Regions from separate parts of the Mus musculus genome. Here regions 2, 3, 4 and 5 are each linked to region 1. A link is a contact called in public HiCAR-type and HiChIP or PLAC-seq data. All regions are on one chromosome and are shown on one strand. Each heading gives the region's core, a stretch centred on a gene start, on an enhancer-like site or on the middle of the called end of the contact. The rest is flanking DNA. Distances are from core to core; before and after follow the strand shown.

Region 1 (5,346 bases), core at 1,850-4,349:
AGAAGTGGGGGTGCAGTAGAATTTGACATTGCTCATGAAAAACCATGACAGAATGCCAGATTTCCTTAATAGGTGTACCTGGCCGTTGCTGCAGCCCAGGGAAAGAATGGGTAAATGGGTACTGTGTGAGCTCCATCTCTATGGAGATCAAGTGGCTTCGTGATGGCTGATATCAACTATGAGAAGGATGTCTATGTGAGAGATGGGTTAGATACCACCCCTGGGTCTCCCGAAGGCAAAAAAAGAGTAAGAGCCAATGTCTGGAACATAGGGATCTAGGGTAGGGTTCAGTATAAAGAAGAACTGTAACCATCCAGTCATGGAGCAGGCTGCTCGCGCCGAGATTTGCCTTTTCCATCATGTCAGGTGTGTGAGCAGACGCTGGTCATTCACTTTCTGGGATACTTTCTCAAGAATCACACATCATTTTATGTTTGACTCTGGAGTCAATTCTGACTTCAGGGCAGTATTATTATGAGCAGGAAGAAACACACAAAAGAGTGATGCTGTAGCTAACAGGGAAGAGAAATTTGAGGCTAGATCCTGCACTTAAAAAGAGTAGATCATAGTTGGGTGTGGTAGCCCACACCTGTAATCCCACCACCTGTTAGGTTATGGCAGGAGGACTGTAAGTTCCAGGCCAGCCCATGCAATTTAATGACAGATTGTCTCAAAAAATAAACTTGAAAAAAAGATGTGTGTGTGTGTGTGTGTGTGTGTGTGTGTGTGTGTGTGTGTGACTTGGATGTGGTGGATTGAATAAGAATGGACCCATAGATTCACATATTTGAATGCTTAGTCATTAGGGAGTGGCACTACTTGAGAGAGATTAGGAGGTGTGGCTTTGTAGGAGTTCATGGAAGTGTGTCACTAGGGGCTGGTTTTGAGGTTTCAAAAGCCCAAGCCAGTCCAATGGCTCTGTCTTCCTGCTGCCTATGGTTCCGAATGCAGAGCTCTATTGTGATAATGGACTAAACCCATGAAACTGTTAAGCATGTCCCAAATCACTTTCTCTTATTAAGAGTTGCCTAGGTCATGGTGTCTCTTCCACCACAATGGAACATGAAGACAGGGGAGGTGGAATACCTTCCTAGACTGCACAACAGTTTGGCTCCCAGTCAAGCACACACACAAAGATAACAACTAGGACGACAACAGCAACATCAACACAAGAAGCAATGCTGTCTAGGTGATCAGCTTCTTAGCCCTAAGCATCAGTATCATCTCCAATATGATATATGGTGGCTCAAAACAATCACACTTAAAAGGAGGGTACCAACCAACAAACATCTTTTGTAGGATTTTTGGGTTTTCACCAAGGACAACAACTTCAAAATGGTATATTAGTGATATCCAGGAAAGAGGAGGGCAGTACCCCACATTGGCTCCCTTCCTAAGCTGGGCCTAGGACAGCACTGAGGGCCACAGGATAGCAGGCAAATCTTTGAAAGTAGGCCAAAGGCCGTGGAAAAAGTTAAAGAGTTGACCAAGAGGGGAGCAAGAGTGGATTGTGGGTGGGTTGTGGGGGAGGGGTGCTGAAAGAGGAGCATGCGTGCTTTTCTGCCTGGGCACTGCCAGTGATCCTTGAGCTGGCTTAAAGACCCGAGAGGGAACCAAGAGACCCAAGCTGTAGAGATAATCTTGCTTTGACTTCCCACTGACCTTGTCAGTTCAGTTTCCCTTCTATTGTCATATGCAGGTACCCTACTAGGTGAAAAGCACTCCCACTTAGCTTTAGGGGTAGAAATAGCTTTAGTAGTGTTTGCATGTATGCCAAATGTATCCCTATTTTCAAGGACACAAATAGAATTGAGAAAAAGATAAGGAGAAGACACCCTGGCCAAAGTCGCTCAGCTTTATCAGGGCATCCCAGGGACCTCTGAGGATGATGTGGACTAGCAGGTGCCTGTAACTTCTAGACCAGCCGAGCATCATCTAAGAACCAAGTAGGTAATCCTAATGACTTCTCTTCACGAAGTAAATCCCCTTATAGAATTCAAGACTGAAAAACAAGGCACGCCCCTCCCCCACTAGATGGCACTGAAACGCCTTGTTCGCGATTTTCAAAATGCAGGGAGGAAAAAAAAAAAAAAAGACAAAAAGAATATGGTGGAGGTGCGTTCCTTTCGACTCACAAGTCCTGCTGTGCAAAGCTGGGTCCCTAGGGCACTCTCTTTTCCCCAGGGCAGCTCTTTATCCCTCAGTGGGGAACCCCGACTTTGGAGAGAGGGTGAAAACCGAAGGGTGAGCTTTAGAATGAAACCCCTAGTATGTGAAGCTGGATGGGAGGCTCCCAGCTTTGCGGCTCTGCTTCACGTGAGAGAAGCAGGGGGCGGGGTAGGGTGGGGATGGATCCTCTAGCTGGGGCCCACCTCTTCAAGGTCTGGAGTCTCGGTCCCACCTCAAAGAGGCCCTGCGGAGGCTAAATCCAGCGGTCATAGGGAAATCACGACAAACCCTATACCGAGGTTGCCTATAACTTCCTCTCCTCCAAAATCAACTGCCCTCTCACCCCACAGCGGCTCTCTTCTGGTCTTGAACGGATCAGTTAGTTGTCCCCTTTTCTTGCCGAAGAGTAAGGACAGGTGTGTGTGTGTGTGTGTGTGTGTGTGTGTGTGTGTGTGTGTGTATGTGTTGGGGTGTCGGCCGCTGGCTCACGGCTGCTCTCTGCTCAGTTCCAGGTAGAAACGCCAGTAGCTAGCAAGGTAGTGCTTATAGCTTTCTGGGGAAAAACAAAGATCAAACGAATAGGAGACACTAGAGGCGGAAACCGAGGTGCAGGGGTTCTCCCAGAGCCGGTTAAAGACCGTTCTCTAAGCATTTTCTTCTTTAAAGAACTGTGGCGAATTTAAGGGACTTTTCCACGGTCAAAAGAGAAACGGGAGACGTAGGCACCAACACTAAATTTATAATAATACACGTAAACATGCTACATATATGTATATGTGCATTAATATGGATGTGGTGGAGCCCATACCTACCTAGACACCATTGACTTGCCTGGCCAAAGAACAAGGCTCAGACATTTCGTGCCTGGAAAATGGTGTGGTTTAACTTTAAGAAGGCTAGAAAAATAAGAGATGAGGCTCACGTTGCACGGATGACATCACTAGCTTTTGGCTGCGCGCTCCGTGTTCTCGGCTGTGGGTTTTAGCCAAGGCTGCAGCGCCTGGAGGCCGAGCGAGTGACAGCGGCTTTCTCGGGCGCCCACACCCGGGCAATGCGATTTCTGGAGCCCCTGGGGTGCAGCTTGGGCTCTCGCTCCTCTCGGGCGTCGCCTGAGCCTGAGAGGCCCGGAAGCCTCTGCAGCTCGAGGAGGTAGGGAGGTGAAGCCGAGGCGCCCAGGCTCCCCCACCCCTCTATCCCCCGCCCCATTCACCCCAGTGCGGGGAGCCGGATCGCGGGACGCTGAGGCCGGGACGGGATATTCCACACGAGGCCGAGGGATCCCTAGTCTCGGCACCCGGGTGGGCTGAGAAGAAAATGGTGCAATCTGAGAGCGGCTGACCCCAGCTGGTTAGAGCAAGCGGTGCTGGAGTGCTTGGGCTCAGGTGGCGAAGGGGGCGGGTTGCTTCGAGCAGCCGGGCTCCGGGTTTTCTTCGTGCTCGCAGCATTTTCTCAGCACCTGGGCATCTCGCACGCGGGGCTGCGGAAGGCCAGGTGAAGTGGAGCAGAAGGGATATTGGAGAGGGCCGGGTGCACACACTCCAGGAAGAAGAAGGCGCTGGAGAGAGCCGCATGACACCGGGGAGGCTGGCGGCTGGGCGGGCAGCTCGCCACCCCTGAGCGACCTGTCCATGGTGTTGAAGGAGCTCCGAGCGCTCCGGGTGCGCCCTCCTCTGTGCAGTCCGTCCCTAACGCCCGTCAGCTGCCGCCCAGTCTCTGCAAACCCCGGGCCCTGAACAGTCGCGTAACGCCGCCCGAGTGTCCCCGCTGTCCAAAAGCGGAGCTGTCTTAATGGGGAGGCCAGAGGCAGGCCATCCGGGAGCTCGCGGGCAAAGGCTGGTAGAGACCATGCGTCTGCGGGCAGCTCGCTTCTGAGAGCACCCGTGGGGTCGGCAGGAGTCAAGGACCTAGTGGTGATCAGAGGACTCAGGCTTTGAAAAGACCCAACCTGGAAAAGAACAGTTCTGGGCACGCGTCCCCGGCCTTCGGCTGCAGACCGAAAAGGGGAGGAGAGTCCCAGAGAAAGAGATCCAGGCTGCACTCCCTACTCCGGGCAACCGGCCGTGAGCGCGATCCGTCCTTCGGCGAAGTGTCGCGTCCTCAGATCTCCCTCCCTATCATTCATTCCCAGGAAGCCAGGACTGTCACTCCGGTCAGCAAGCTGCACAGAGAAACCCAGCAAGCCTCGCCGTGGTCGAGAGCACTTGGTGTTTAGTTTGTGATTGCTGGGCGGCGTGCAGAGGCGGACGGAGGGTTAGGACTGTTGCCCCCTGAACGGTGGGAAGTGGCCGTGCTGAGTTCACCACCGCGAGAGGAGGCTGCACCTGCCCGGAGGATGCTCAGGACCCTGCGGGAGCCTCTCCCGATCAGAACTTTTTAGGCTGCCCGCCTCTACTCCCGCAGTCCCCCAGCCGCGTACCCGCAGGTGGGGGCCGAGGGGGGCGCCGCGGCGCAGATCCCCTCCCGTATCCACCCCTAGCTCGGCCGCCCGCCGCTTTGTTCCGGGCGCGCGGAGGGAAGGCGAGGCTGCGGCGGATCATGCCCATGGTGTAGCCGCCAAGCGGAGGCATGGCTGCCGGAAGGTTACTGCTCTATACGGGGCTTTCGCTAGCGCTCTGCGCCCTCGGCATGTTGGCTGTGGCCATCTGCTCCGACCATTGGTACGAGACGGACGCCAGGAAGCACAGGGACAGGTGCAAGGCCTTCAACACCCGCCGGGTCGACCCCGGCTTCATTTACAACAACAACAACAACTTGCCTCTGCGCGCCAGCCGCTCGCGCCTGGACCGCTGGGAGGGCAAACTCCTCCGGGCCCGGAATCGCCGGCAGCTGTTCGCTATGAGCCCCGCGGACGAGTGCAGCCGTCAATACAACTCCACCAACATGGGCCTCTGGAGGAAGTGCCACCGGCAGGGCTTCGACCCGGAGATCGCCGCCCTCATACGGAAAGGTAAGCTCGAGGCGCGAGGCGTGGCGCTGCAGAGAGCCAGGCACTCTAGGTAGGCCCTGCAGCCCCTTGCTTCTCCTGGTGGCCACAGGCTATGGCATCTCCTGGTTTCTGAGTGGTCCAGTTAGGCAGGCCTGGCTGAACCTTGGCGTGGGCAGAACTTGCCTCTCCATAGCTGATTGTGGTAAAGGCTTCACTCTGTTGGCTCACCTGCTGTCTTGCTCTTATGGGTC
Region 2 (5,346 bases), core at 2,003-4,502, 480 kb after region 1:
TCCTGAAGCTCTAAGTTAATCTGCTCTTTCCTGTTGCCATATGGAGCTCCAGCTCTTCAGGCTCTGGACACTAGGCTCTAGATGTGTCAGGAGTCTGGGTCATTTTTCTACACACCAGAATGTAGAAATAGGTAATACAAGCTTTCACTCAGAGAATGTATTTCTTGAATGTGCTCCTGGTTTGAGATCAGGTCTTTAAGAAATCTTTACTTAAGGTACTTTTTTTTTTTTTTTTAAGCCCATCCATTCTATTTGGGTCTTAATCTCTAGGAATGCTAATGCTGGGTTTCTTTTGTTTGCTTTGATAGTGATAACCTGCTAAGAAGAGCAGCCTGTCAAGAAGCTCAGGTAATGCCATTTCCTGTGATAAAATTAAATCGCCCTTATCTCCGCTGTGCAGAAGACACAGCCACTCCAGGGACTGACTTACTTGGGGTCTTGCATCAGTGCAGTGTGACTATTTTCCCTCCACCTCCAGATGGATCAGGCCATCAGCCAACTCTGAGTGGAATGGGTGGAAGTTAGCCATCTGGTGAAGAACAGTGCTGACGCCCACCCTGTTAGGCTTGTTTACTCCTGGATCCCTCCCAAGAACACATAACTGGACGGCTGAAGAGCTAAGAATTGGCGTGCGTTTGCAGTTATCCTTGAATATCTGGCTAAACCCTGAATCTGGAATAGCCCCCAGGGATCTTGGTTCAGAACAGATTTTACCTCTGAAAGTCAAGTCTTGTTAAAATTGTTTTCTTCTGCTTTTAAAGCCCATGTCACTAACATAGCTGATTCCTAGCACTGCACTGCCATCCAGTTCCACGAGATGCTGCTTAAGCATTCATTTATCTGGCTGTGGTGGTGATAGTTGAGTTGTAAATCCTTTCAGATTTAACACCCTGGCTTTCCTCTCTTCCCTATTTGTAGTTTATACCCTGCAGATGGATTTCTGTGACTCAGTACCTTTTTGTTATATGTCATTTAAGCTTATGATGTCAGAAATGCCTGAAGAGATGTATGAAAGTTAAAATGGCAAAGAAAACGAACACATTTAGTAGAAGTGGGTGTCAAACCTCATGTTTGTTTCTGAATTATTTTCATAGATGATAATGACAATAGATACTATTAATAAATCCTTCTTTGGCTCCAAATATGTTTTAAGAATTTGATTTTATTTCTGCACAGATATACCATCTAGTATAGCTTTAAGTTATTTTAAAAATTAATTTAAATAAGCTTTAAATTTTATTTTTAAGATCAGCAAGATGCTTCACTTTCAGGAAGCTGAGGCAGGAGGATTGCCATGTGTTTACCTCCTGGGTTACATAATGAGTTTCAGGCCAGCCTGAGATAGGCTATGAGTCCCTCAAAAAATAAGCTGTTGGATTATTTTTGAGTCTCAGTATGATACTCTAGAACATATATGTAATTCTTAATGATCAAATCAAGGTAATTATCAAATAAACCTTAATATTGAGTTCCAGGGAGTTCTGCTGATACACTCTCCTCTTACTTAAGGTGAATCCTCTGCTTATGTTCTTTCTGAATTTCAGCCCCACTTACTTTCCCAGGAACAAGGTCTTGTTAGGAACTTTTCCACATACTGACCCCTTACTGTTCTAATCCTCCAGTCCTCTGCACATGTTTAGCATCTTCCATGTGACTAAAGGTGCATTGATCCTCTCAGCTTTCTCTACTTTTCCTATGGTCTTTTTATAATCTAAATTATTGAGTGATTTAAAAAAATCATGTAAACTCAACTCTAGTTTTTACAAACTTCTTAATCCATTATGGACCTGACACCTGACTTTACAAGTCTGGCTAGGAATTCTTGGGACTAGGAAATGAGGATAAGGAGGGGCAGTCTAGTGCTGTAGATCTGGAATCTGGCTACAGAGTACTGGGGTACTGGGAAGAGATACCACCATGACCATAACTCTTATAAAGGAAAACATTTACTTGGGGCTGGCTTATAGGTTCAGTGGTTTCGACCATTGTCATCACGGCTGGAAGCTTGGCAGCATGCAGGCAGACAAGGTAGCTGAGAGAGAAAGCCACACTGGACCTGGCTTGAGAATCTGAAACCTCAAAGCCCACTTCCTAGTTACACACTTTCTCCAACAAAGCCAGCCCTCCACTAATGCTATTCCCTATAACTGTGGGGGCCATTTTCACTTAGACTACCACATTCTGCTCCCTGCTCCCCATGGGCCTGTAGCCACATCATAATGCAAAATGCAGTTAGTCTAACTTCAAAAGTCCTCAGTCTATCACAGTTTCAACCATATTTAAAAGTCCACAGTTGAAAGTCTATGATAATCAAGGCAGTCTCTTAACTATAGCCTCCTGTAAAATCAAAATGAAAAAAAAAAAAACAAAGAAAAAAGCAAATCACATACTTCTAACATACAGTGACACAGGGCATACATTACTATTCCAAAATGGAGGAAAGAGAAGGATAATGAGGAAGTACTGGACTAAAGCAAGACTGAAAGTCAGCTGGGCATACCCCAAACTTTGCATCTCCATGACTGCTGTCAAATCACACTTCAGCTCTCAAACTCCTTTCACTGTTTTTGACTGAAACATAATTCTTTCTCTTGGACTGGTTCCATTCCCTGATAGCAGCTTTCCTTGGCAGGTATCCCAAGGCTCTGGCATCTTCAACATCCTGGGGTCTTCAAGGCAGTCCAGGCCTCACCTTTACAGCTTCATGCAATGGTCTTTCTAGGTCTCCAAGAAGGGACATCTGCATATGCCTGGCCTCAGAGGCTTTCCTTAGTTATGGAGGGAGACTCTATAACTCTTTTCTTGTGTCCTTGACTCTATAAACTTAGGTACCATGTGGCTGAAGCTGCAAAGTTCTGCTGCTTGCGTGAACCCCTTATTCAAATACATTTTCTCCAGTTTTCTGGTTTTTTAATTTTTTTTTCTTGTTTTTTTTTTTTTTTTTTACTTTTTTACTTTTCAGCTTTCTGGTTTTGATAGTTTCCTTCACTGCCTAAGTTTGGCTATCCTGGAGCTTCCTTTGTAGACCCAGGCTGTCCTTGAACTCTAAAATCTACTTGCCTTTTCCTCCCAGGTGCTTGGATTACAGGTTTGTGGACTTGGCCTTATGCTTTTATTTAATTCCTTTTTCATTTAATTCCTTAGCTGGGTGGGGGTCTTGTTCTGAGGTCACCACTCCCTTTACTCCACTTAGCATCTGGCTTTTCTTTAATCTGTTTACATTCCCTGGGGCTCCTTTTCTTCCTCTACTGTACTTTTTGTATTTTTTCTTGCTTATCTTAAGTCTTTTGTTGTAGATCTGCATAAGACTGGCTTCTATTAACCACAGAAGACAGTCAATGCTAGGTTGTTTGGAAAAGTCCTTTGCCAAAACATTTAATCAATAATTCCTTAATTTAGCCTCAGGCAGATTTTTTTGGACAAAGGCAGAAAACAGCCACATTCTTTACCAAAATATTGCAAGAACAATCTCTAGGCCACATATAATATTTTTCTCTGAAACTTCTTAAGCTGGGCTCTCATAGTTCAAATCACCCTCAGTACCACTATCTTCCATGATCCTACTAGTATGGCTCATTAAGCCCGGTTTAAAATGTCCAATGACATTTCTAGCTCAAAAGTCCCAAAGTATTCCATATTCTTCCAGGCAAAAACAGTGTCAGGCCTATCTTAGCAATACCCCATTCCAGGAACCAGCCTCGATCTTAGTTAGAGTTTCTATTGCTGTGAAGAGACATCATGACCACATCTCTTAGAAAGGCATTTAATCAGGCCAGCTTAAAGTTTAGAGGTTTACTCCATTGTCATAATGGCAGGAAGCATGGCAGTATGCAGGTAGATGTGGTGTTAGACAGGTAGCTGAGTGATCTCTACCCAAATCAGCAAAAAGCAGGAAGAGAGTGCCACACTGGGCCTTTCTTGAGCATCTGAAACCTCAGAGCCCACCCCTCAGTGACACACTTCCTCCTACAAGGCCATTCCTACTCCAACAAAGGCAGACTTCCAATAATGCCACTCCCTATGAGTCTATGGAGGCCATTTCCATTCAGACCTCCACAGCTGAGTTAGTTACTTCATTCCTGATGGAATCCTAGAATGAAATGGATCAGAACAAACCAAATTGATGATATATTTGGAGACTTAGCCAGAAAATGTCAAGATACAAGAGTAAAAAGAGAACAAGATACAAGAGTAAAAAGAGAACAAGATACAAGAGTAAAAAGAGAACAGAAGTGGTAATGGGCAGGTAATGTGTGTGTGTGCACTTGTCTATGTAGGTGTGTATGGAGGTTAGCATTGGCATGTTATTCTCTCTAGCTCTCCCTAGCTTTACTGAATTGAAGCTTGCCATTTCCACTAGACTATCTGACCAGGGAGCCCCCCCGGATCCGCCTGGTTTCTCTTCCCAGCACTGGGGTTATAAACATACACTGACACTGGAGATCTGAACTCTGTCTTAGGCTTGTGTAGTACTTTACTATTTAGTTACCCACGTAGCCATCTCCCCAGCACAGAGCTTGTTTATTTAGAAGGTGTAGAAAGGATCTCTAGTGGACAGTCAGAGGGGAGGCAGATTTAGACTGAGTTGTTCAATACAACATCTTGCTATAGCCATTTCCCCTCTAATCTTTGCTTTATACTTGTTTTCTAGAATTCTGCTGCCATAACCCAGACTTGTTTTTCAACCCCAAGACCTGAAGTTTTTGGCCTTTTTAGTGTTGTGTTATCATGATTCTTTTCATCAGCTCTCTTCCCTAGTTTAGATGTCTCAGTAGTAGCTCCCCTTCTGTTGCTGTTTTGAATCCTCACATTGATCCTTTGCTTCTTGATCTGCTCAGCCTTAGAGCCATAGAATAGAAAACAGTTTGAGTACCGGGTTTCTTCTGTGTATACAGATGGTGAAAATTAACTGGTAACAAAGACTCCCGAGGAATAAATTTAGTATAGACTAAAGGAAAAAGGATTGTAGCATGAAAACTGAATGTCCCTTCTCATAGCCTGTGGCCCTGCAGGATGTATGCTTATAATAAAAGGAACTAACTACTACCACTGGTAAGGAAAGCCAGGTTTTTGTCCTAATGTAAAATCGTCATTGAGTAACTGCATACTTTGGTTGTGATGCTTGTAGTGACTCTGTTATGGAGATCATGGATGAGCTTGTGCTCTTTGGCTGGATGACAAAAAAAAAAAAAGTATGCGATCAACAGCTGAATAAAGAATTTAATTGAAAATGTCTCTTTCTTTTTCAGGTGTTTGGCAACCAGCTCATTCCTCCCAATGCACAAGTGAAGAAAGCCACCGTCTTTCTCAATCCCGCAGCTTGCAAAGGGTATTTCAGTTTGTGAC
Region 3 (5,346 bases), core at 1,681-4,180, 450 kb after region 1:
GCTTCCTAACCTGCTTGAGTTCCAGTCCTGACTTCCTTTGGTGATGAACAGCAGTATGGAAGTGTAAGCTGAATAAACCCTTGCCTCTCCAACTTGCTTCTTGGTCATGATGTTTGTGCAGGAATAGAAACCCTGACTAAGACAAATTGGTAACCAGCAGAGTGGAATATTCCTGTGACAACCTAACCATGTTTTGGGGAGGACTGTGGAAGGACTTTGGAACTTTGGGCCAGAAGATCCATTTGCTGTTAAAAACTCTGTGAGATATTGTGTAGGAGCTTGGAAGATAATGTTGAGAGCAGTGCAGAAAATGGAGGCCTGGCTTGTGAAATTTCAGAGGGAAAATTAAAGACTCTTTTCAGGGCCATTGCTGTTTTGATTGTGAAGATTCTGTAGTTCTGGTTAGCTGGGGCTGAAGAATCAGCTGTGATTAACAATATACCAGAACAACTAAAGCAAAAACTTTGCATTTCTGGGACTATTGATGCTGGTTAGCTGGAGCTAAGAAATTAGCAGTGATTAAGAAGAGACCAGCATCATTGAGGTGACATCTTCTGGGAAGTGTTTTTGAGAGCACAGAGGCTGTATTCCAGAGATGGCCAAGGTTGTACCTTGTGCTGTGGCTGGACTTGGTAATGTGTAAGATTCACCCAGGTGGTACTGGTTTTGAAGGCATGAAGAGGTCATGCAGAGCAGCTGAGGCTCAGCACAGTGAGAGGCCATGGAAGGCCATTGGTGAAGGTGCAGCCTCAGCTGCAATTGATTTTCCAGGACAGAAGGGGTCATGTAAAGGAGTTGAGGCTTGGCACCATGAAGAGAGCCTATGAGAGGCTGTTGGTGAAGCATAGTTACAGCGAAAGACTACAGTGTTTGGAGATGCCAGTACCATGAGATGACCACCAAGAACAGCAGCAACAGTGGAGTACAGGCAGCTGGAGCCTAGAAGACAAAATGAGTGCTACAAAGGACAGGGCTGGAGAAGTGACCCAAGCCCTTGGAGGAGCCCAGAAGATTGTGAGTTTGATCCCAGACATTGGACAGTTGGAGTTTAATTTTTGCTTTTGATTGTGACTGTGCCCTGATGTTTTTCCCTCTTGAAGTAAGAAACTATTTTTAGTGGAGCCCACAGTTAAGAGACTTTTAATTGTAAAAAGGCTTTGGGTTTTAAAAGAGATGGATATTTTAAGAATATGTAGAGACTGTGGGACTTTTAAAGTTATTTAGATCTTGGGGATGAATAAGAATGTAAGGGTTGAGGCTTACTAGTGATGTGTTTGTGTGTCAAGTTGACAAGGGGTCAATTGTACTGGCTAGTTTTGTGTCAACTTGACACAGTTGGAATTATCACAGAGAAAGGAGCTTCAGTTGGGGAAATGCCTCCATGAGATTTTTCTCAACTAGTGATCAAGGGGGAAAGGCCCCTTGTGGGTGGGACCATCACTGGGCTGGTAGTCTTGGGTTCTATAAGAGAGCAGGCTGAGCAAGCCAGGGGAAGCAAACCAGTAAGGAACATCTCTCCATGGCTTCTGCATCAGCACCTGCTTTCTAACCTGTCTGAGTTCCAGTCCTGACTTCCTTTGATGATGAACAGCAATATGGAAGTGTAAGCTGAATAAACCCTTTCCTCCCCAACTGCTTCTTGGTCATGTTTGTTCGGGAATAGAAACCCTGACTAAGACAAATGGGCTCATGGCTTTATTTTATTTTCTGATTCATAAGTGTCCAACTAACCTATTCTACGGTGGAACGTGTCATTCAGGGCAACTTGAATCTGTGTTCCAAAACCATTGCCATTCATACTTGGCTCAGAATACATTTATTTCCTGTTTCCTAGGGAGACAGCAGTGAAGAAATGTCTATTTTCTCCAGATAGTGACAGGAACAGACCCCGAAGAAATGATTCCACTAAAGTCTAGATTTGTGGATCCATGAATTTGATTGGGGTAGTGAGGAATTACCTATAGGAACATGAGCAACTTAGAGGAGGCAATACCAGTGAAGAAGTTCCCTCAACACTCCTCAGCCCCTCTGGCCCAGTAACCTTTAATTGCTTGTACATCTTGTGGAAGATGGGAGTCCCTAGAGATCAAATATTAGTGGATCCAGTCTTGGGACATCTCAGGCGAGTTCCCATTTGAAGATGTTCCTACTGAAAAACTGTTCCCATTTAAGACAGCAATGTTGTGCCCTCAGGGCAGACTTCTAAGAGTCCTCTTTGCAGCAAAATCTGTTTTATTTTGTTGACATCTTCCTCGCAGTGAAAGGTGGCAAGATAAAAAGTTTTTGTAACTGCCTTGGTGTAAGGCAGCTAACAGGAAGCTTCTCTGCACCTGCCCTTCATCTTCAGCCCAGCGATCTTTATATTTTAACAAGACACATTTTTCTGTTGTCCAACACCCCTGTGGGCTCTCCTGCTGCATGGCTCCCTTTTCTCATAGCTCTTTCTGCCTCCAGCACACAGGCCTAAGGGTTCTGTGATTTTGTGCCTGATTTCCCCAGCCTCAGCCCCACTCCCACCCCACCCTGCTCTTCCGTGCATCCAGACCTGATCATCATCTTCCTGCTCTCTGGAGCTCAAACTTCCGCTCGTTAATTTAACACAGTGCCTCCTCATCTCCCGCCCTGTCGCTGGGTTTTGTTTTATTTTGTTTCATTTACCACTATGCCTTAGCCATTTAATTACTTTCTGATTTAGTTCCAAATCGTAAAACTGTTCTTATTATGTATTGTGAACTTTCCAGAAACGACTGGCTGGCGACAGATGGATAGATGAAAGATTGAATGAACAAGTAATGTGAGAGAAAGGGAAGGGAGGGCGGTGGCTGCTGCGAGCCCATCCCTAGGTCACGGGAGGGCTCGCCCCCGCCTGGCTCGCGCTGCTCCGCGTCGGAACCCGAGAGCAGAGGGAGCGGTTTCCCTGAAAAGAGAGGGAGAGTTTTGTGAGAGCACACAGGAAAGGCCGGGCGCTGAGCGGCGGGCAGCGGTGAGTTCGGGGAGCAAGCTAGGGCCGCGGGATGTGTGTTGTCAGGGTGTGGAGCGCAGCCGCTGGTGGCTGCGTTGAGCAGAGCGTCCGGGGAACCCGCCTGGCGTCCGGGGATCGGCCACGCGGTTGCTGACTGCGGTGGGGCGGGAGGAGGGGAGATTGGGCCGGGCCAGCATGGCGTGCACGCCCGTTGTCCCTGCGAGTCAGGTGTGCCGGTTCGAGTCCCAGAGCCGTCCCTAACCTGTGAACCCCTCAGCTACTTCCCACCTTGGGCTGTGGGGTACTCCGGAACAAAAAAACGGGGCCAGTAATATTTGAACCCTAAAGGGTGGGTCGGTTCATTCGTTCTATTTATTAGGTTCTGCAGATGTGGATGACTAGAATCTGTTCTAAAAAGCTCTTTAGTGAGAAAACCCCTACTTTTCTTGTCAGAAGAGGGTCAGAATTTGAGAGTTTTTGGGTTTGGGGAAAGCCTGTTTGGAAGGCAAAGATATGTTAATTTAGGCATAAAATTTGAGATTTTTAACTGACATTAGTGAGAATGAAAATTTTGGCTACTGAGAAGGGAATATACACTGAATGTATTACAGATTGTGAAGACAAATACAGATTTTATTCACAACTGCTTCACTGCAAAAATTAATGGTGTTTCCCTTTTTCTCTAGGGAAAATGTTAATTGACTTATCCAGGGTCTCACCATCTGTAAACGACAAAGCTAGGATTTCGTTAAGCACCTTGGCCAGTCCTCTTTGCACACTAGGCTGCCTGCATATTTCCCTCATCTTTTAATAATATAGAAAGCATTTAAGACAGGGTGGGCGTGGCTTTTTAAAAAGACAGTCCACTCAGAGTGTTGTCGACTGTCCGATATTCGTTCCATGCCCCTCTCTACTTGGGTGATGTTCCAGCCTTCCAGCAGGTGGAACAGTCTAGAGTCTCCTTAACTGCACACTGTTTCCCCACAAACCTACAATGTAAATCCAAAGCCTTGAAATCACTTAACAATCCGTTGCCCAAGCACAAAACCTGGCTCCGTTTCCTCGTCCTTCACCTCTTGCAATCAGTTGATCATCAAGCCCTGCCCATTTCTATTTCATAAAGACCTCCAAATCATTTGTTGACTCTTGTCTAGAATTTGTGGCAGTCACCCCTCGAATGGCTCCTTTTAGATTTACTTTCAGGTTCTGGCAGTCTGTTTTATATTCTGCACCTCAAATGTGATTGTTATTCATCTGCTAAAAAAAAAAAATCTCAAGTTTTAAACATAATATTGTTTTAAACATAATATCCAAAGACCTTAGTGCGGATTCAAAGCCTTTTCAAATCTTCCCCCTCCCCATGACCCCATCGTTCATCTTAAAACATTGATTTTTAATGTCTGGTGTGTTTGCAACCTCCATTGCAATTATGTTAGTAACTGCTAACTAAAAATCATATGACTACTCAGTTCAGGAACAAAGTAGGCTTTTGGGGAAGGAAGATGATGACCAAGAATATATATTTACAACAAATTTTGTGCATTTTAAATAAGGTTTAATAAAGACAGTAAGGGCTGGGAGTCACTGTTGTAGATGCTATCCTGTATGTATAATATCGATGGTGTTTAGGGCATGGTCATCCCCAAGTCGTACATTGGCAGTTGGGGAAACAGTAGAAGCAGGAAGTTGTTGCTAACCTGAAGCAGACTTCCTGTATAAGGCTCTTGTGTTAGAGCTACCTGTCAGATGCTTGTAGGAAAAGAAATAGTACTTTTATTTCTTAAGATGAAGGGACACAGAAGAACCCAAACAAACAGACCTTGCTGGTCTTTTAAGTCATAGCACCTTGTTCAGTCATGTTTCTGTAGAACTTACTGCTTTTCATCAAATTGACCACACACACAGGGATTTATTTCTGAAGGTTCTGTGTCATGAAAGCTCACATTGAATAGATGTATATGCTTTTTCCTTGTTAATATGTCTTTTGTTATAAGATTCTTAGTTTTAGTAATGGTTGAGAAGAGAAATTACTTCAGTCTACTACTTACCTGTGTTTTTCAAATCACACACACACACACACACACACACACACTGCCTTTGTATACTTATTAGTTCAGGTCGTTATAACTGGGATAGCTTAAATAACAAAGATTACTTTTTACAATGTGCAAACTGGAAGTATGAACCCACAATGGTTGTTGGCACTGGGCATGGTACCCTCTTCCTAGTTTGCAAATGGCTGTCTCATTGCTGTGTTTTCAGATGGTTTGGAGGTGGAAGGGATGTGAGGCTGTCTTCTTAGAGGGGTACTAGTCCATTCATGAGGACAGCATCCTTAGGACCCCATTATTTCTACATCCTAATACCATTTCAGTGGGAATAGG
Region 4 (5,346 bases), core at 1,826-4,325, 380 kb after region 1:
TCATAAGAGAAGAGGGGGAAAACATACAGTTCAGGAGAGAAAAGGAATGTTGCTTCTGGTTGCTGATGTGCGAGTACGTATACCAAACAAGACCTTCACTCCCCACTGTGGGGGCTGTCCTTTGTCACTGGACGTCTGCTCCTTTTCTAGGGGGGAGCCCTGTACAGAGGAAAGGAAATGAGTCACATGCAGAGAGAGCACCTCCATGCCCCATGCGCTCAAGTTTGTATGATATTATGTAAATTAATGGAGAACTCTTGACTCTTTCCATTCTCGTCCCTTTCCTCTTGATCTTCAAGGCCATGAATCCCAAAATAGCTATCTATCTTAGAGGCTAGCACCCAAACTGAGGTGCCATCCAAACTGACAAGGCCGTCCAGGTATCTCAGGCTCACCTGAGCAAATTTCGCACTGGGTGCTGGCAAGTGAAGAAGTCAGCCAGAGCTGTGAATGCCACAGGGCAGGAACAGCTCATGGTTACCTTGGGAACCCTGCTGGTGCCAAGTGTCCCTGGGGAGGCAAGGAGAGAATCCTGAGCTGGCACAGCCATGGTCAGCCAAGCAGAAGGGGAGCTCAACAGCTGCAGAAAAGATCTGCTTTGGAGACTCTGCCAACCACTCGGCAGACTTTCTCCCCCACGTGCTCTGTCTGTCACAGCCCCCTGTTTCCCATCTCTTCTCCTACCAGACTCCGCACCTACTAACAGCTTCCCTCCCCTTCCTCCATCTACCAGGCTGTAGGCCCTGTTCTTCTTCTCATCTGCTCTTTTGACATCCCCCCCATCACTGTGTGTGTGTGTGTGTGTGCGTGTGCGCGTGCGCGTGCGCGTGCGCGTGCGCGTGTGCGTGTGTGTGTGTGTAACTCCTATCAGGTGAAATATCTGATGGATTTCAATGTGGGTCTCTCTTAGTGTGTGTCATTTTGGTGCACTGTGTGTGTGTGTGTGTGTGTGTGTGTGTGTGTGTGTGGTATCATTGTGTACCTATATACAGGTGTGGTTGCATTTCTCAAGACCTCCTCCTAAGGGCCCTGGTCAGATTCTACAGCAGACCTTGCATGTGAGCGCCCGGAGTGTAGGCATACCAGGTGAACAGGGGCAAGCTGGTGTCAGAAAATGCTGCTGGCATCCAAATGAGAGTTTTTAAATTTATTTATTTACATCAAATGCTGCTCCCCCTCCTGGTTTCCCCTCACGGAGACCTCCCCGTCTCACTGAGATTTCTAAGGATCATTTTAGAGACAAAGGGCATATTCTATGATAAGGGAAATCATTAAAAAAAAAACCCCTCAGTTTTGTTTAAATTGACAATTTTCTTTTTCTTTGACAAGCTAGACTTTTAAGGTGAAAGAAAGACTCTTGGATTGAGAGGTCTTTTGTTTTCTCTGTGGGCATCCTGAGCTGAGCAGGGATAAGCAGGTAGGTATATATATCCATGAATACCCACTTGGGGCACTTTTCTGTGACTGAATGCTAATTCCAGCTGTTTTCCAGTTGCAAAAAGAAGGGGAAGCTAAGCCAAATGGGACATTTTGTTATTAGCTATTTAAACTTTTCTTGAGTAAACTTTCTTGAATATTTATGCTTTATTTTTAAAAACCCATACTCAACCATAAACAGATCATCTGCTCTCTCCAATTGCCCAACACCGTGATAAAACTTTTAGTGAAACTCACTGGCTTTCCTTTGAAACACAAGCATTCCTGAAACATTCCATGGACCCCCAGGAAGGAGATAGACTCTCTGGGCTTAGCTCATCAACTCAGCATCAGCAGAACAGGACCTTAGAGTAACTCTTTCACTATTACAACTGGACAGGGACAGATACCGATGCTGGGTTCTGATCCTTCTTAGCAACAAAACAAGCTGAGGCGCCTAATCAGGATGGAAGTCTCCACACTGACAGCAGACAGCAATCTCTGGCCCAGTGATCTGACTCCTCTACCACAGGGGATTGACCACTGGTTAAAACAAGCCCCTCTGATGCAGTTTCTGGAGCTTTCTGGCTGTGAGGCAGCTAAGGACTGCATAAAGAAGGAAGAGACATGTCTTGGTATGTGACACTCTCTAGGTCAGACTCTCCTAACTCCAAACCATAGACCCCAACCTTGTGAGGGGACCCTGGTTCCTACCCAGGTCAAGTTCCAATAGCTGGATGTATTCAAGGAGTACAGTTGCACATGCCGTGGGCTCTGTGCAAACCAGCAGCATGAGGCCACTTTCAACAGTCATTTCTTTTGCTCTCTCCTAGATTGGAGGTTTGGGAAAGTTGGGGTCTAACTAGGGCAAAATACAATTTCCTGTTTGCATTGGGGAATTATGGCTCTTTTCCAACTTTCCTTTTCCCTGTGGCTTTCCCTATGATCCATTTGTGACAGTTAACATCTTAGGGAGGCAAAATACTTCAAGCACTTCTCTCCTTGTTTGCCATGGCCCGAGGTCTCACAAGGAGCTGTGTTTATCATGAAGATAAGAAAAAAAAAAATCTGTCCTAGCTTTAGTGGCCAGACAGCTTTTCAGCAGCCTTTCTCATTTCTAGGGATCATGAAGGCATAATTAGAGAGCTCCCCCAGAGCCAGATAAGTCTTTATTGGCTTCAGGTCCTTCAGTGGTAGCCTGGGCCCTGACACCGTAGTGGTGTATTCTCCCCCAGGGGAGGTTTTCTACCCAAATGTGTCACCTCTCCTCAATAGGAAAGGGAACCCTGGGATTTTGCATCTCCTTAGACATCCATATACATTGTAAGAGACCTAACTAGAAAGTACCATAGTTTTCTCCTGACTTCGGGAAGATGTGTGATTTAGGTCTCCAGTGTTGCCCACCTATGTAATATTCATAATAATGAGGTCACAATCATCGCTCAGAGCATTTGGTGTCAACTGTCTTCTGCTGGGGACATTCATTCACTGATTTTCAATCATGTAGGGGAAGAAATAGACTCATGCACCCTCTGTCTTTGTTTCTGTGAAATACTGGTTACCTCTCATAGTTAGAGAGAATCTTCTTGCCTGGAAGAGTCTCTGCTGCTTCTGGCCTGATATGCCCCAGTGAACACACCCATCCCTCTCCAGGGAAACATGATGAGTCAGAAGATCTGATTTTACAGAGTAGCAGTAAGCCTTGCTGCTATCTTCCAGCCCAGACAGACAGAGGAAAGGGGCAGATTTTTTTTTTCTTTTTAAAGCAAGTCCTAAGAGAAGATGCATCCAAATGGTTCTGGTGCCTCTCAGGGTGCTTGACTTCTGGGGTCATGTTTACCATTTCTCCATCCATGCTGCTATGCCACAAAAACATTCTGTTGACATTGGTCCTAGTCCTTAGACTAGGCTATTACCAGCTATTAAGTTTCCTCCCTGAGGACTACATGCTCATTGTAGAAAACCATGAGAAAAGCATGCAAAAGACTGAGAGACTGGTCAGAATCCCATTGCTCTGAGGCCCCTACCATGGACCCAGTCATAAAGGTTCAGACCTCAGAACCTCTCAATGAGTGGTTGTCATTGGGTGAACCGATGGGGCCAGGACGACATGGCATGGCCAACAGAACTGCACCGATTGGCATCAGTGACTGTGTGTTCTTGGCAGCAATACGAACCAGAAGAGTAGCAAGGAGGCATTTGAAAGCTCATGACAGAGCTAAAGATCTGCCCCCCCTTCTCTCCCCTATTTCTTTTAGGTGCCATCTCAGTCTAATCATGGGTATAAATTCACCTTGGCCAGAGAAACTCACTAATTAAGCTACACTTGTATAACACAGCAATGGCTGAACACTTCATTCTGCTCTGTACTAAAACAATTTGTGACTCTGGGCACTGTGTCTTCTCCATACTTGAACTTCCTCATCTATAACAAGAGGACGGTGATAACACTTTACCTCATGGTATATTAAGGTCAACAAAGAAATTGCAAAGCAATTTACAAACACAAAGTGTCTATGAATTATGAGCTGTTCAAATTGCCCATTATCAGCAGTGCAGCCACTACAATGGAATGGTTCCATCAAGGCTCTGCCAAGAGGATAATGTAGAGTAGGAGAGGCCATCTTGGTTGCTGAACTTGAGTGTAGCTAGCCAACTGAAGCACATAGGATTCACTTCCCCTTTCAAGCCCTCCAGAGAAATGGCCTCCTTCATAGTCTTTACCCATTGCCAGACTCACTTTCTTTACTTCAAGGACAGTCTTGCAAAGTGCACTCCTGTGTGTTACCAGAAGTGATGATACAAAGAGATCATGTGGAGGCCAAGAGCATAGATGACTAAAATAGTTCGAAGCAGGCATGGAGTTAGTGCTGTTTGTTTGAACAGTTCTATTATCATTCTTAGCTGTACATGCTCATGTTGGGGAGCAAAGTCCTATTCTTGAAGCTTTTAAAGTTCTCTCATATTTAGAGTAAAGAGAAGTATGATAAAAGTAAGAGCCCACTTCCTCTTGTCAGGTTGTAAAGCTAGTGACTTCATCAGTAGCATCTCAGTTCTGGTAGGAGGTCCTGAGTGATGTGTCAAGTTGGGACACACCCCTGTATGATCTTACTTGGATCCTAAATTCTAAAGGAGAAAATAATTGATTCCCCCAAAAGAATTTCCACGCCTTTCTTCTTTCCTGTGTGCACCAAGATGTTCTACCAGAGAACAACAAGACCTTGTTCTCTTTATGACTAGAGTCTAGCCGATAATAAGGGTAATGTCATGCCCACAAGGGTGGGTTGTTCAGAGCCAACAAACAGAAAGCTGGGCCCCAACCTAGGAGTTGCTCAGGTACACAACTCAACCTGGTATCTTCCTGACAAATGCCCAGCTACTACTCCTTCTACCTAAGACCTGTTATGACTCCCTAGGGAAACAACCTAGTGTCCTCTGTTGCTCTCCCTTGGACACCGAACTATTCCTTTCCTCTCTGGGTGGTCTGTAGGCCCATTCCCATTTGTATGTGCCAGTATGTCTGTGTTGTGAGTGTGCTGGTGCCTTTCACACAGAGATTTCACAGAACCACTCTCATGTCCCTCCCTGGCCTACCCCACCCCCCACTGCCCACTGCCCATGGTGTGACTGTTTTGCTATTCAAGACTATCTGTAAAAAATGTACAAATAAAAAACTGAAAATTAAGGGGAGGGGGAATTGCATCTTCTTAAATGCTGTAATGTAGCCCTTGGTTTCCTGAGGGCCTGTGAGGACTGCCCTAGAATCCTGAATCTGGGGGGCACTTGAAGAGAGGGAACGCCTGTCACAGATTTCTCCGGTTGTTTTCCTGATGGTCGCTTCTGCTTGCTTGGTACTCTCTGTTCTAAAGACATTTGCCTTTAAACTTAAGTATGTCTCCCCCCCCCCCAACACCCCTAAATAAAAGCATA
Region 5 (5,346 bases), core at 2,115-4,614, 340 kb after region 1:
GACTCACGTGATGAGACCATCCTCTCATCCCCTTAGGCAATAGCTTTGCTCCCAAGGGTCTATAGTCTGGGGCCAGTGTAGGACTTCTGGGCACTAAAGCCAAGTGATCATTTGACCTCCAGGAAAGGTAAGTTTACTGGGGATAAAAGGGCAGGACCCAGAAGCCTTCACTGGATGAAAAAGGAAAAACCCAGGAGAGGGTGCTGAACTTAGTACCTTCTGTTTAAGATACTAAACTTCCCAGTAGTAGAGCTGGGCTCTTTCTTTTTCCATTAAGCAAGCAGTGGTTAAAGTATTAATCACATATTATCTGTTCCTAAGAATCAATCGACATGGCCTCACATGTCTCCGCTGACAAGTCTGATCAGGCCCTTATGGTAAGGCAAGAAGGAATCCCATGGTGGCCACGAGTGTGACTGTAGAGATGGGAATGAAAGGAGAAGCAATATCAGTCCATAGGAGCTGACCCACAGGGACTGGGGCAGCCCATGGGCAGGGATATTCCATCCTTAGCTATGGCTATGGATTCCAGCCATAGCTATGGCTGGCTATGCAGGAGGCTGAGCTTGCTCATGAACATTGCCATCAAATGGCTCTTTCAGCAAAGCTTCCCCTGACTCATTTGGCAGTATGAGCGATCTGCACACTGCTGTGTGATAATGAGGCATCCTTAGCAACTCACAGAAGTGAATACAGAGTGTCTTTTCTACCTGGCTGGGGCAGGCCTGCTAGGTGCTCAGAAAAACAAAAGAGAATCAGGCAGGGAAGGTATCTTCTCTGTTACCCCTTCAGGGATCTCTGCGTCTGGGACTAGGGAACTGTCTGTCCAGTTTCTGCTGGCTTCACCTTCCCAGATGGGAGGGACAGGATTGTTTTCCCTTTATGTTTGTGCCTCTCTCTCTAGTCAGCTTCTCTTGACTGGGATAACAGTGTCTGATTTTCCGTGCAGAACAAAGAGACTAGACCCCGAAAGAGAGGGATCTTGACTCAAACTGTGCTCTGCTGGAGGCAGAGGTCCCTTTTACATGTTTCATGACTCAGGGTAGGAGTGGATAGAATGTAAGAGTCAGAAAGGATGGAGGGGTGGCCTCCTTATGACAGACACAGATCCCCGTGCCCACAGGGACACTGTTGCGTTTGTTCCTCTGGGACAAGAAGAGAGATGGGGCAGCAGCAGATGTGAGGTACCTGACTCCATGAGAGAGGAAAAATGTCCTTGAGACCCTCTAGGATGCTCTGTGATGCCGCAGAGGATTCAGAGTTTGGGGCAGAGGCCAGGAAAAATGGTTTGGTTTTTTTGTTGTTGTCTTGGGGTTTTTGTTCTTTTGTTTGGTTTCTCTTGCTTAGAGCCCTGTTAGCAGGCTGGGGCTGGTGGACTGCCTTAAAGGTAGGGGAGGCAGGCAGATTCAAGAAGGAGTGACCAGCATGATGGGTGAAGTGCTCCCCAGGAAGTAAAGAGTCAGTTCTACGGGAAGGGGGTGAGAGAAGAAAACCATTCTGGAAACAAGTCCAGGCCAGAGCCACGCATGGAGAGGGAGCACGTGACAGTAGTTCTGGTGACATCTGTCCACACAGGGGAAGGAGTCAGCAAAGAAGCTGAGTTGGGCAAGATGCTAAGTAGCCAGCAGAGATACGGAACAGTCCTTCCGTCTCCCTTGTGCTGCAAACAGCATTTTTCCAGCTACCTCCTTCCTCACCAAGTCATTCCTGGCTTTGTCAGATAGGTCAGAGATGTATGGAGCAGGGACAGTCCTCGCTGTGACGCTGGGGCAGACCCTTGAGTCAGAGGATAGGGGTAACTGCGAGGAAGGGGCCTGCCTGCTCCAGGGGCTCAGACGACGGGAGGGGGATGCAGCTCTTCTCTGCTTCCAAGGTTGCGGGCAAAACTAAGCTCCAAGAGCCTGCTTGGGATGGAGCAGAGAACCAGTCCAGCAGAACCCTGGGTTAAAGCAGGGAGGGCAGCCCATCTACAGAAGCCCTGCTCTCTCCAGCAGCCCACCTCACTGCTCTCTCGTCTCTAAAAGCCTAATGCTGTTAGCCACAGCTATCTGGGTTCGAGTCCTCTCTACCACTTACCGTGCTGCTTTTAGCAAGTGGCTCTATTGTCTACACTAGAGACAGCACCCGTCTCTTCAGGATGGGACAGACTCACAGGAAGAGCAGCACATGCCTAGCACAGATGCCTAGCTGGAGCGAGCCGTTAGACACAGGCGATGATGTGCTTGCCCTGTGCTTAGGAACCCAGCTATCACAACACACTTGAACAGAAGACACTCACCAGCAGTGGTTCTCTCCTGTGTAGGGGTCTCAATAGATAGTCTTCCTGCCCTTGAAGTGCCTCTACCCTCTTCTCCCTACCCCAAGCTTAGGGTACCTGTGACCCTACTGTATCACGTGTTCTCGTGCTAACTGTTTTCCTCCTGCTTCCTCACAGATCTTCGTAGAATGACAGCTGGCTTCATGGGCATGGCAGTGGCCATCATCCTCTTTGGCTGGATCATCGGCGTCCTGGGCTGTTGCTGGGACCGAGGCCTTATGCAGTACGTGGCAGGGCTTCTCTTCCTCATGGGAGGTAAGGCTGCATGTGGCTGCTGGGGATAGGGAGGTCCTGTTAACTGGAACCATGGGCAAGTGGTAAGAGCTTACAGCAGAGGGGCATGGTCAATATGGTTCTTTGTGCTCCCTCATCTGTTGGCTCATCAACAGTCTCTGCCCCTGTCACCTATTGGCCACTATACCAGCTTTTCAGGATGTAAACAGAAATGAGATACAGTGTTCAGTGCCTAGAGTCTTGGGGACCTCAGTGCCCAGATGGAAGGGAGATACCGTAGCTAGGAGACTCACATGGGAGCAGGTGGAGACCTCAGACTTGGACGCATGAAACGACGTTTCATGCTCCTGTGCTCTGTATTTTAGTGTTGACGAAGGAAGGAGGCGTTTCTTCTCCTAAGAGCCATGCTCATCCTTGACTTACGGTTTAAAACAAAACAGTGGTGGGTCTAGACTAGATCCTTCTATTTCTGTTTCCTTTCTTACTACTGTATGGCCATTGAGTCGGCTCAGTGGTCTTTAGCAGACTGTACATAGAACTGGGGCTGGGTTCTGGTGTGAGCAGAACTGTCTACTTGGGAATTTCTCTTTTGAGTCTCTGAGTCTGTGGCTCAGCTCAAGTGTTGGACTGCCTGGAAGAGGTGGATGGGTGAATTGTGGGGCGCCTGGAGGGAGAGAGTGAGTGTGGACAGACAGAATTAGAAATGATTGTGGGAGGAAGAGAAAATGAGTCCCACATTCGGGAGCAGAGCTCAGGCTTTGGGCAGTGTGCAGGTGCTTGATGCTGGTCTCTTTTATGCCTCTTTCTGAGCTAAGGAGAGAAAGATGAGGTCAGCTGTGGGACTCTTTAGCTGCAGGGGAAGCTGGGGAAGGGAGAAGCTTGTCCCTCACTGTGCCCAGAGAGACATCTGGGGCATAAAAAAATCTGGTTTAGGAGAGGAGGAAGAAGAGAGGCTTTGTAGGAAGGGCTTGGGCCCTGAAGTTTCCCTCTGTTCCTTTAAGCACAGCTACTCTGTGTCAAGCACAAATGCAGGCTTCCCATGGAGCTGGTACTTCCAGGGGACTGACCTGTTACCAGAGTCAGGAAGTCCCCACGTCAGAGCTGCCACCCCTCGGACCTACACCTGTCGTTAAGGCACAGGCTCAGAGAGTGAGAGGGAAGTGGTGGCTCAATGATAGATTCTACACAGACAGCCACCAACTCCCAAGCCACACTTCTATCCTGTGGGCTTCTCTCTCTCTGGTAGGACAACAACATAAATGAGCTGATGGTTCTCACGCTATATTTTATGAGTATTTTCCCTGGTAAATTTATTTCCCTTCCACCTTTCATGAGGCCCTCCAAATTATAAGAAAAGATAAAAAGATAGAAGAAGAAGAAGAAGAAGAAGAAGAAGAAGAAGAAGAAGAAGAAGAAGAAGAAGAAGAAGAAGAAGAAGAAGAAGAAGAAGAAGAAGAAGAAGCAGCAGCAGCAGCAGCAGCAGCAGCAGCTGTATTCTGTTTGTAGTCTGTATCCTATCTCTTTGGAGACATAGAACAGGCTTTGGTATCCCAGAGAAGCTGAGCAAACCAGCCCCAGGCTGAGCAGGAACCCAGAGCCCCAAGGGCAGGACTGGCAGTCTGTCATTTCTCCTTCTTACCTGGCATTTGCTGTATCCTCTTGCCTTCTCTGCTTGCCTTTTTTTTAGACAGGAACAAGCTCACAACCTGGGACCTCTCCACTTGGAGAACTTCCCAAGAACTTCAGTTAATGTGCAGACTAATAGCCTAGCTGCCATTGCCTGCCTCGTCTTTTCTAGCTAGGTCACATGAGAAGGGCAGATAATAAGCAGGCCAGGATTGAGCAACAAGGGATAAGCTAAAGGCTGGGTCTATAATGAGGTCACGGGGTTACCTCCCACTCATTGAAAGCCTTGGGACAAAAGGCAGGATAGCAATGTGCAAGAGCCCTGCCCTCCTACTGCATGGGTAGCTACTAGGTGTCTGGAGCTCCAGGCTAGAGTAGGAGCCACAAACTCCTTTCTGAATACTGTGAGAGTGGAAGCCTTGATTTCCTCACCCCAGATAGACCTCATCCAGAGCTTCCTGGACCACTTCGACTACGCACTGATGCGGGCCAAGTAGTACCCACCCCACAGAGCTTTTGGAGCACTCTTCATGTGAAAAATAGAGCCAAGAACCAGTGAGACAGATAAAATCAAGAGTCCTTCCAGCTTCTACCTTGAATACACAAAGACACACACACACACTCTCTCTCTCATACCTTGGGCTTTAAAAATATATTTCTTTGGACATAATACTACCAAAAGATCCAGCAATACCTCTCCTGGGCATATACCCAGAAGAAGTTCCAACTGGTAATAAGAACACATGCTCCACTATGTTAATAGCAGCCTTATTTATAATAGCCAGAAGCTGGAAAGAACCCAGATATCCCTCAACAGAAGAATGGATACAGAAAATGTGGTACATTTACACAATGGAGTACTACTCAGCTATTAAAAACAATGGATTTATGAAATTCTTGGACAAATGGATGTATCTGGAGGATATCATCCTTAGTGAGGTAACCCAATCACAAAAGAAGTCATTAGATATGCACTCACTGATAAGTGGATATTAGCCCAGAAACATAGAACACCCAAGATACAATTTGAAAACACAAGAAATTCAAGAAGAAGGAAGACCAGTGGGTGGATACTTCATTTCTCCTTAGAATAGGGAACAAAATACCCATGAAAGGAGTTACAGAGACAAAGTTTGGAGCTAAGATGAAAGGATGGACTATCCAGAGAC

Evidence for each region. HiCAR-type assays count read pairs that join an accessible place to other places. HiChIP or PLAC-seq counts read pairs in DNA pulled down with a chosen protein or histone mark.
Region 2: an H3K4me3 HiChIP or PLAC-seq map of embryonic stem cells shows a contact between it and region 1, with 22 read pairs. The contact joins the enhancer-like site here to the promoter of Tmem178b in region 1. A contact is called at or near these places in 1 of 15 datasets of contacts at CTCF or cohesin (the NIH/3T3 cell line) and 19 of 115 datasets of contacts at active chromatin or transcription factors (VIP interneurons, differentiating embryonic stem cells, embryonic basal ganglia and 9 more).
Region 3: a contact with region 1 is called in an H3K4me3 HiChIP or PLAC-seq map of forebrain, with 7 times the contacts expected there. The contact joins the promoter of Agk here to the promoter of Tmem178b in region 1. A contact is called at or near these places in 2 of 39 promoter capture datasets (cranial neural crest and neural stem cells), 10 of 484 Hi-C or Micro-C datasets (the AtT-20 cell line, embryonic heart, embryonic stem cells and 3 more), 24 of 115 datasets of contacts at active chromatin or transcription factors (SST interneurons, VIP interneurons, acute myeloid leukemia and 12 more) and 2 of 9 other capture datasets (embryonic stem cells and pancreatic islet).
Region 4: a contact with region 1 is called in a HiCAR-type map of fibro-adipogenic progenitors, with 12 times the contacts expected there. The contact joins the enhancer-like site here to the promoter of Tmem178b in region 1. A contact is called at or near these places in 1 of 15 datasets of contacts at CTCF or cohesin (the NIH/3T3 cell line), 4 of 484 Hi-C or Micro-C datasets (embryonic fibroblasts and embryonic stem cells), 16 of 115 datasets of contacts at active chromatin or transcription factors (craniofacial prominence, embryonic basal ganglia, embryonic forebrain and 9 more) and 2 of 9 other capture datasets (embryonic stem cells and pancreatic islet).
Region 5: a contact with region 1 is called in an H3K27ac HiChIP or PLAC-seq map of SST interneurons, with 4 times the contacts expected there. The contact joins the enhancer-like site here to the promoter of Tmem178b in region 1. A contact is called at or near these places in 1 of 15 datasets of contacts at CTCF or cohesin (the NIH/3T3 cell line), 2 of 484 Hi-C or Micro-C datasets (cerebral cortex and cortical neurons), 12 of 115 datasets of contacts at active chromatin or transcription factors (SST interneurons, VIP interneurons, craniofacial prominence and 9 more) and 1 of 9 other capture datasets (embryonic stem cells).

The regions. Positions count from the first base shown.
Region 1 is chr6:39,868,337-39,873,682 of GRCm38.p6, forward strand. It overlaps Tmem178b (transmembrane protein 178B), which reads left to right and starts at 3,100. Exons shown (of 4, transcript NM_001360978.1): 1 at 3,100-5,116. The coding sequence starts at 4,735.
Region 2 is chr6:40,347,104-40,352,449 of GRCm38.p6, forward strand. It overlaps Agk (acylglycerol kinase), which reads left to right. Exons shown (of 16, transcript NM_023538.2): 3 at 309-348; 4 at 5,250-5,329. Among named protein-coding and RNA genes, the nearest start is that of Agk, 24 kb to the left of the region's middle. Within about 2 kb of position 3,253, at least 7 of the 459 cell types and tissues checked have an H3K27ac peak or open chromatin away from gene starts, as enhancers often do. A contact at or near this core is called in embryonic stem cells, where this site is marked.
Region 3 is chr6:40,322,548-40,327,893 of GRCm38.p6, forward strand. It overlaps Agk (acylglycerol kinase), which reads left to right and starts at 2,931. Exons shown (of 16, transcript NM_023538.2): 1 at 2,931-2,983.
Region 4 is chr6:40,247,081-40,252,426 of GRCm38.p6, forward strand. Tmem178b (transmembrane protein 178B) reads left to right here. Exons shown (of 4, transcript NM_001360978.1): 4 at 1-5,346. Among named protein-coding and RNA genes, the nearest start is that of Agk, 76 kb to the right of the region's middle. Within about 2 kb of position 3,076, at least 12 of the 459 cell types and tissues checked have an H3K27ac peak or open chromatin away from gene starts, as enhancers often do. A contact at or near this core is called in fibro-adipogenic progenitors, where this site is marked.
Region 5 is chr6:40,204,962-40,210,307 of GRCm38.p6, forward strand. Tmem178b (transmembrane protein 178B) reads left to right here. Exons shown (of 4, transcript NM_001360978.1): 3 at 2,435-2,572. Among named protein-coding and RNA genes, the nearest start is that of Agk, 120 kb to the right of the region's middle. Within about 2 kb of position 3,365, at least 8 of the 459 cell types and tissues checked have an H3K27ac peak or open chromatin away from gene starts, as enhancers often do. A contact at or near this core is called in SST interneurons, VIP interneurons and cerebral cortex, where this site is marked.